3 separate regions of the Anas platyrhynchos genome follow, and all the other regions are linked to region 1. The links are chromatin contacts, called in public Hi-C maps. All regions are on one chromosome and are shown on one strand. The core of a region is the stretch at or near the end of the contact, and the rest is flanking DNA. Distances in the headings are between cores, read along the strand shown.

The links. Hi-C and Micro-C count contacts between places; a contact is called where the count stands out from the background.
Region 2: a contact with region 1 is called in a Hi-C map of F5 follicle, with 3 times the contacts expected there. The contact joins two enhancer-like sites. A contact is called at or near these places in 2 of 8 Hi-C or Micro-C datasets (F5 follicle and liver).
Region 3: a contact with region 1 is called in a Hi-C map of subcutaneous adipose tissue, with 2.5 times the contacts expected there. The contact joins the promoter of PARP1 here to the enhancer-like site in region 1. A contact is called at or near these places in 2 of 8 Hi-C or Micro-C datasets (liver and subcutaneous adipose tissue).

What each region holds. Positions count from the first base shown.
Region 1 is chr3:19,867,459-19,870,158 of IASCAAS_PekinDuck_T2T, reverse strand. CDC42BPA (CDC42 binding protein kinase alpha) reads right to left here. Exons shown (of 37, transcript XM_072035491.1): 35 at 1,048-1,165; 36 at 165-322. Among named protein-coding and RNA genes, the nearest start is that of COQ8A, 46 kb to the left of the region's middle. Within about 2 kb of position 1,363, at least 1 of the 8 cell types and tissues checked has an H3K27ac peak or open chromatin away from gene starts, as enhancers often do. A contact at or near this core is called in subcutaneous adipose tissue, where this site is marked.
Region 2 is chr3:20,010,585-20,013,284 of IASCAAS_PekinDuck_T2T, reverse strand. ITPKB (inositol-trisphosphate 3-kinase B) reads right to left here. Exons shown (of 8, transcript XM_027453678.3): 7 at 2,421-2,492; 8 at 1-450. The coding sequence ends at 235. Among named protein-coding and RNA genes, the nearest start is that of STUM, 43 kb to the left of the region's middle. Within about 2 kb of position 1,329, at least 1 of the 8 cell types and tissues checked has an H3K27ac peak or open chromatin away from gene starts, as enhancers often do.
Region 3 is chr3:20,080,050-20,082,749 of IASCAAS_PekinDuck_T2T, reverse strand. PARP1 (poly(ADP-ribose) polymerase 1) reads right to left here and starts at 1,258. Exons shown (of 23, transcript XM_038177158.2): 1 at 1,067-1,258. The coding sequence starts at 1,186.

The sequences.
Region 1 (2,700 bases), core at 114-2,613:
CCTCCAGGGGTGGGGGCTCTCTCACTTCACTGGGAAGCCTATTCTGATGCTTGATCGGCCTTCTCTGTGAATAAATTCTTACACCACCCAAACCCCTGACATAATTTAACTTCCTCATCCTTATCAACATGCTTTGATTTTCTCCTCTTTATCCTGTCACTCACCTCTCGCTCATAGTCCCTTGTCGGTGCGTCACTGCCCTGGTCCAGGCCACCAGAGGACAAGGAGCCGTCTGAGGGCGATGCCATCGGCTGTCGCTTTGCTCCATAGCTACCTCCTGAGAATTCCCTCCGCAACGCGCTGCCATTCTGTGCAGATGATCCTAAAACACGCAGAGGAATTAAGCTGTGTTACAGATGCCTGGTCAAGGTACCAGAAATTTTGTTAGCTGTTCCTCTAGCTGTTTCTGCTTTCCTTCAGCACGTCCCAAGATGCTCAGCTCATGGCTTGCAGCTGATGTGGGCTTTTATCTCGTCTGATGCCAGACACAGTTTTTCCTAGGGATTCTCTGGTTCTTCCCTTGGCGTGTCAGAGTTAGCATGCTTTACACAGCACGGACAGAGTCACTGTGTCCCTAAAGAGACAGCAGTTGAAGAAACTGCTGTGCTGGCAGCCTCGTTACAGTTGCATCTCCCCAGGGAGTGCATAGGGTCACGCCAGCACATACAGATTCTAGCAGACATATGTGCTTTCTGCAAGCAGCTGGCTGTTTTCACATGCTCTATTATTTCATCACTTGTCTGGTGGCAGTGACCTGTGCTGACTGGCACATGAGGTAGCATGGCAGCACTAGGAAAAGGGTTTCCAATTCAGTGCAGCACAACACTTCCATACCAGCAGTCAGTTTCCCACTGCTTCCTCTGCACCAGCAGCAAGAGAGGCAAGTCAGCAACAAACAGAGTAACCATGGAACTTGAGAACAACTTGGCAATGATTTAAAACACTTAAGCAGCAGCAAAGTAGTCCCAAGGGTAAGAATGCTGTTTTAATTCTAACTTCCCTAAAACACTTGTGCATAGCCCCAACCCAACAGGTCTGTTTGCTTACTTGCTGCTAACCCGCTGCTTGCGCTCATTGATCGTCCTGGTTCTGTGCGGGACTTCGTGATCGATGGGATGCTGACGGAGCCACTGAACACAGTCCGACTTTCCTGAGGCCGAAGATTCTGCAATGCAGACACACAACAAGTTTTTTATCGACTGCTAGCTCAACCTTGGATGTTAGGAAGGAAGGCCCCAATACCCATTAACAACCCAACCTTACCAGGTATGAATTGTCTGAGCAGCATGTCAGCAAAGTTTGCAAACCAACTCTGCAGTTCTACATAACTTCCTATGGTAACCACGTTAATCCCTAATGCCTGCAGAGTTGTAACACCACCTGCTGGATCAGTCGTCCATTACTCGGGTGATTCTGAAGGGACTAACAGTGTTTCTCCAGACCTCCATCAATTGAACCAAAGTAACAATCCGCCTCGTGTTTCCAGCCTGGTCAAACAGGATGACCAGGGCACCCACCATCAGTTTTTCTATGTATTTCCATTGTCACTACCTGAGTTCCAGCGAGATTTTCTAAATTATTACTGGACTGAAGTGGTCCTTTACTGAGGGGAGAGATAAAACACAATGCATCTGCTTGGATACGGCAGTTCCTTAAAAATAGGTTTTGTCATTACGTGAAGGGAAAACAATACTTTCAAGTAACTAATTGGAGATGTTATTTCTGCTTCTGTTAACTTATAGCTAACTGTGGGGAAAAAGGATTCTCAGCTTAGTTAGCCTAAAGATGAGCTGGCTTTTTAACCCAGGATTTCTGATATCCTTTCTTATCATTTTATCTCTGCCTAAACACCAGACTAACATGATTTCCACTATTAAGTCACGAGCATTAAGTAGAGTTAAGTTTAGGGAACCTTTACAGATGCAGCATGTGGAAAGAACTGCAGGTAGCTCTGAGCATCAGTTTATTTCCATGTCACAAAACACTTTCAGCAGTAACTGTTAATTTCTTCCTAGCCATATTTAGTTATTTTCCCATCCACTCTCTCAGATAAGGTAAATAAAACACAATAAAACAACATTTTCTATTGCAATGCCTATTTACATCTATTTGCAGCAAAGTCATGCAAATTTCAGACCAGAACAAAGATTCCCCCACCCACCACCCCTCGGGTATTCTCAGCGACTTTCAGCTACCAACTATTTCTCCGGATATATTTTAAAGTGGATATTTAGATAAAGGCTTTGCAACGAATAGGGATTATATAGTGCAGACTTTATCAGACAATTGTTGCCAATCTGCTGTCAGTCCAACTTTGCAGAGACTTTAAGAGTCACTGCTATTACAGACCTCTTTGCTACTACACTCAAATCTTTGCTTTTCATCTCAGTGGACTAGAAACGACTCATTTTTAACACTCAAAAAACAAAGAAGAATTTAAAATCTCTCTCAAACACCAAAAAGAGACCTTACCAAGGGAGAAGCCCTGTTTAATTCTCCCCGTAACCACTTCTGCAGTGTTGTCAGTGAGGATTTATACCCAGAGGCTTATAAGGATTTATTTTAAATCACCTGCAGGATCACACAGCTGCCTCTTGCTTACCTTTTTTTTTTTTTTTTTCCTCCAAATGAGAATGAACAACCTACTTTGTAGCACCAAACACTAAATTTCTGTACCTGTCCTTCACCATGCAATGAATA
Region 2 (2,700 bases), core at 80-2,579, 140 kb before region 1:
CCGGGCTACTGACTCTGTGAAGCCAAGGTTTCAAGTTCAGGAGTTGTTCTGGAAGGTTAGCTCTGTATTTACATGTGGAATTAAAAAAACAAAACAACACAACAAAACCACCTTAAATAGGGAGAGAATAGCTTTAAAATGGGAAGGGCAAGGGTTGGAAAGTGTCTTGTAGTGCAGTTCAGAAGAGTCAGTTGGGAACAGGTTGGGGGTAGTGGCAGAGTCGGACGCATGGCTTTAATGCGAGTCCTCCTTCTGGGACAACTCTGTCAGGATCTGGATGAGATTGTCCAGTCCCCAGAGGTAGCCATCCTCTCTGTTCCCTTCCACCCAGGGCACGTTGTGCTGCAGAACTTGTCCCTCTGGCAGCGGGGTGGTTTTCCCAAAGTCAATCATCCAGACTTTGGCTTGCTCCTTTTTGTCGTGAATGAAGAGGAGGGAGCTCCCGATCACCTGCGGAGACAGGGGGTCAGTTAGTTGTGCACCTGCTTCACATCAAACCCAGCTCTGACACCTCACCTAGAGCTGTGTTTGCAAGAGGTTATGCCGAGATTTTGCATGAGCAAAAGCAAGATCAGTGCTTTGCCAGCAGTGTTTGCCCATGCAAATCAGGCATTCAGACCGGCTGATTTATTCATACAATTCCCCGCTTCTGGCAGAAGAAAAAGGTCAGCAAAACACAGGCACAAAAGGTACAGATGTGATTGCGGAAACTGAGTCAAGGTTCCTGGGGAAGGAGTGAGATGAATCCCAGCCTCCTGACTGAAGGTTTTCCAAAGCTGGCTCTTGGTGGCTGGTTAGCACCATTCACACCCACCAACTCTGCAGGCATCGCTGTAGGAACAGGTATGCTCCAAGGACGAGGTACTTACAAACTGCTGCCTGAAACATCATTTGATAGCACCCAGATCTCCCCCTAGAGCATCCTGGCTTTTACAGTGCTCTGCACACACGTTATGGGGGTGACCAGACACAAATTTCCTCTTCCACAAATTCCTTCTGCTACTTTGGAGGGTTCACTCTTACTGACTGGCCTTCCAGCCACAAACCCCAGGAAAGCCTGCAGGTATTTTCATCTGTGAAGGTGAAGCGCATCGTCTGGATGTGCACAGATTTGGTGGACTGTGAGCCCACATGCTCGTGTCACATACGGGGACTTCAGGTGTGCAAAGCGCAATGGCCTCAGCACACACACCATGCTGTGCAGATACCTGGAAACAGGTCGCACACCACAACCTGGGCAGACCAGAGGAGGAGCACAGCTCTGGGGACATCCTGCTGGCATCAGCCCTTCGAGGCAGCAGCACTGAGTGCCACCAGGGACTCCCATGTCCGTCCTGTCACTGGGGTTTGCCTTTAGACAAGGGTTTTAAGCTGGATGCGTGTGCTGTTTGCGATGTATTCACATTTTCAAGGAGACTTCCTCCTCCAGTGCATTGGGAAAATCTCCAAGTTCCAGCAACATGCATTATTTCCCAGAAATGCTTATCTTCAGCTCTTCTCCTAAGCTCTTAGAGCCCTCTCTTGGCCAGGATACAGCATTTTAAGGAAAAGCCTTTTGCTGACGTTCTTTGCTTGCCTGGCCTGACTCACCAAGTTCTCTTGCAGCTGCTTAGAGGAGCCCCAACCCACACGGGGAGACGTGAAGGGCCTGGCAGCCCTCCTGCTATGCTTCATCTTGAAGTTTGGTGGAAAGTCAAAGCCTCTTCTTTACAATTTTTAAGGATTGGAAACTCCTTTCAAAGCCTCTTTGAAAAGGCTGTTTTGTTCCTGCATTTTCAAATGAACTCTTTGGCACTTCACTCCAGGGAGCATTTTGTTTCTGTCATTGAACTGACCCAAAACACTCAGCTGTGACATTTCCCTGGGTTTTCCCATTGCCATGCAGGCACTGCTGGGGGGAGGCATTCATCAAGGTCCATCAGAGGGGCAGCACAGCTCTGCTGGGCAGGGGGAGCAGCGACTCCCAACACGTTGAGCTAGGCATTATTCCTGCCCGTATGACAACATGTGCCAAGGAAATGCACTCTGCAGTTTGCCAGGTAGATGAAATGGCATGGAGAAACTGGCAGCCAAATGATACCTGACCTGTGCATTCAGGCAGGAATTTCTCCCAAGAAGACCTATTTTTAAACCAGGATTTATTTCCAGTCATATAAAACCATAAGCAGATCGAATTCCTTTGACATCACTTTTAATTTGTATGAACATTGATTTCCATTAGATCTGAGCCCGTGTCAGATGCATGAACACTATTTCAGTCACCTGCTGTCAGTATTAGATAAACAGGTATGGAAATATAAGAATAAATTCAAAACTGAAGAAATTTACAACCTCTGAATTTGACTCCTCCCTGAACAAGCTGGGGTTAAAGCAGTCAGATCTACCTACATGGCACCTGAGGAAGGGAACGTGAGCGTTACCTCATGGCACTTGAAGAAGGGGGATGTCTCCAGGGTGGCACGGATACCCTTCAGCCGGATCAGGTAGCTGTTCTGAAACCACAAAGGCAAACAAACCCTCAGTGCTGACCGTGTGCTCCTCACAAGCAGCCCTGCAAACTGCTAAAAGGCACTCAGGGCTCCTCGGGGCCCCTTTGGTAATTCATCTCTGAGGTGTGGGCAGGAGGACGAGGCACAGCCTGTGCACAGCAGGTACCCTGGCAATGTCACACAATTAAACTGCTCACGCTGTGACTGCCTG
Region 3 (2,700 bases), core at 9-2,508, 210 kb before region 1:
CTCCGGCACTCAGTCACACGCTCCTGAGCTACGAGCTCATGTTTGGTGTTTTACTGGAGAACTGCTCATGGCTCTGTCCCTAGCATGAAGGCTTTAGGGGCACCAGCCGGCAGGGTACACAGAAGGGGGCAGATCTCCTTCACCACTTGAGCTGCGCACCTAAAGTGTGACTTCTCTCCGTGCAGGCAATGGAACCTCACAGAATCACAGAATTTCTAGGTTGGAAGAGACCTCAAGATCATCGAGTCCAACCTCTAACCTAACACTAACAGTCCCCACTAAACCATATCCCTAAGCTCTACATCTAAACGGCTTTTAAAGACTTCCAGGGATGGTGACTCCACCACTTCCCTGGGCAGCCTCCAGGCAAGCTAGACTTAGGTTTATGGAATTTCTCCCAGCACACCTCTGTCTACCACAGTTTCTTAAATAAAGTATGAAAAAACAAAAGGGAGACCAATTTGCTTTCTGGCTGCACGTATAGATAACAAACTGCCAAGTTCCAGGTGGAAACAAAAGTCCAAGTCATGATGCTGCTGGAAGACCTGGGTGCCCACAGCATGCCAAACAGTGGAAGTCAGGCTTCCACGCAGAGTTCCTCAGACAGCAATCCAAAGGAAAAGAGCAGATGCAGCAGAAACGGCACCCAGCTGGTGGCGTGCCCTGAGTCTCCTTTTAACCCCCCTGCGCTCTCTGCGGAAACCTCACACGTGGCCGCCCGCAGGGGGTTCCCCGGGAGAGAAGAAAAACGGCCCGCACACAGCGCCCTGCTGGAGCACGGGCCCTGCGCCTGGCGCTGCGCTCCGCAGCGAGGCACAGAAAGTCAAAATAAATAAATAAACAAATAAATAAATAAATAAATAAATAAATAAATAATTAAATACAGGGATGGGGAGCGGAGAAGCGCAGCGAGGGCACGGGGGGAGAGGAGGGGAGCAGGGGGCGCGGGGCCCGGGGAGGAGCCCCTGAGGCGGCTCCGTGAGGGACCCCCTGAGGGACCCGGGCCCAGCCCCCGGCCCCCCCGGCCCCCCCGGCCCCGCTGCCCCCGGGCCGTGCCGTGCGGTACCTGCACCATGAGGGCGAGGCGCAGCGAGTCCTTGGCGATGCTCTCGCCGCACTTCTTGCAGGAGGCGCGGCCGCTCTTGGCGTACTCAGCGCGGTACGGCTTCTCCGACGGCTCCGCCATCCCTGCCCTGCCCCTGCCCCTGCCGCCCGCAGCCGCTGCCTCCCGCCGCCTCACGGCCGCCCCTGCGCCAGGCACCGCGAGCCGAGCGCCGAGCGCAGCGCCCCGCAGCGCAGCGCAGCCGAGCCGGGGCCCGGCCGGATCGACCGCTCGGCAGGCGTCGCGCCGCGCCTGGCAGCGCCTCGAACCTTCCGCCTCGCCGCCTGAGGGGAGGGGGCGGGGGCGGGCAGGCGCGGGCACGCGGCGGGAGCGCGGCGCGGCCCCGCCCCTCAGCATGGCGGGAGGAGGGGGGGGGGCTGAGGGGACGCTGTGAGGCGGCGGCTGTGAGGCGGCCGCCTTCGCTCGGCTCTTCCTCCGCCACCAGCTCGCTGAGTGCGCTAGGTGGAGCTGCGAGCCCGCAGCCGGGCACATCTGGTCCGTGAAGCACCACACGAACACCGCACAGCCTGCACGGCACCCAGTTCCCTCACAGCTGCCTCAGCCTCACTGCACCTCAACTGCCCTCATGGCGCCCCTCAGCAGGGGCAGGTCCCCACACGCAGCCCCAGGGTCTCCCCCCAACAAATGCAGCCTCACAGCAAGCCACGCACACACAAAGGTCCCGAGTCAAGGCAGTGGGTTGTTTAACCCAGCTCCCCACTCGCACAGTGTGCCAGTAGCAGGGCCTGCTCCCCCAAACGCCTCCCAGCCCCCTAAGATTTGGGTTTCCTGCGTAGTGTCCCCAGGGGAAATTGTTCTTCCGTGAGACTGTCCAGTTCCTCTGAATATACCCTTCTGTTTATACAGTGTTTATTTACAGAGTACCAGAAACGGAGATAGGGCTTCTTGTTAGTGTTTCTGCCTTCTGGGGCTGCTTCCACTCCTAAAGCAGGGCAGCACTTTCTAAATAATAAAGTGCTTCTATACAACCTGCATCCTAGAGACCAGCAGGGATCTGTAAAATATCATGAGGTGGCCTACGGAGCCACGCACAGACATTCGCAGGCATGGAAACATGAAAGCATGCAAAAAAAAAGTGACAGGAACAAATGGCTGTTCAAAGTTTAGCCTTTGTTGTTGTTGTTGTGAAGTAAAGCCGCTAAATCAACACTATACAACATGGGTTTGGGTGGATTTTCTTTTTACAAGGGGGTAGGTGGCTCTTTAGTAACGTGTTCAAACAGTGCTTGAAAGGATCAGGTGAGCAGCTCTGTGTATTTTACCTCATTTTGAGAAGTGGTGTACTGGAGTCTGTATGGTTATAACCAGTGTAAGTCTTTCTGAAACAGGAATGCCTACACAAAGAATTACACCGTTATTATTCTAACTTTATTAAAACATAATTTCCTCTGTAGACAAACTGTCATCCTGATTTGTGGTGTTTGCCACAAATATTTGCCAGGTCCTGCTAGCCCCTGCCGTAAATCTAACGGTCTCAGATGGCTTGCCTTTGTCACACCTTTGTCACTCAAGTGCGACACGTGGATCACAACACGTCCCCCTTCCCCTCTCACATGCCAGCATGGGACTAGTGGGTT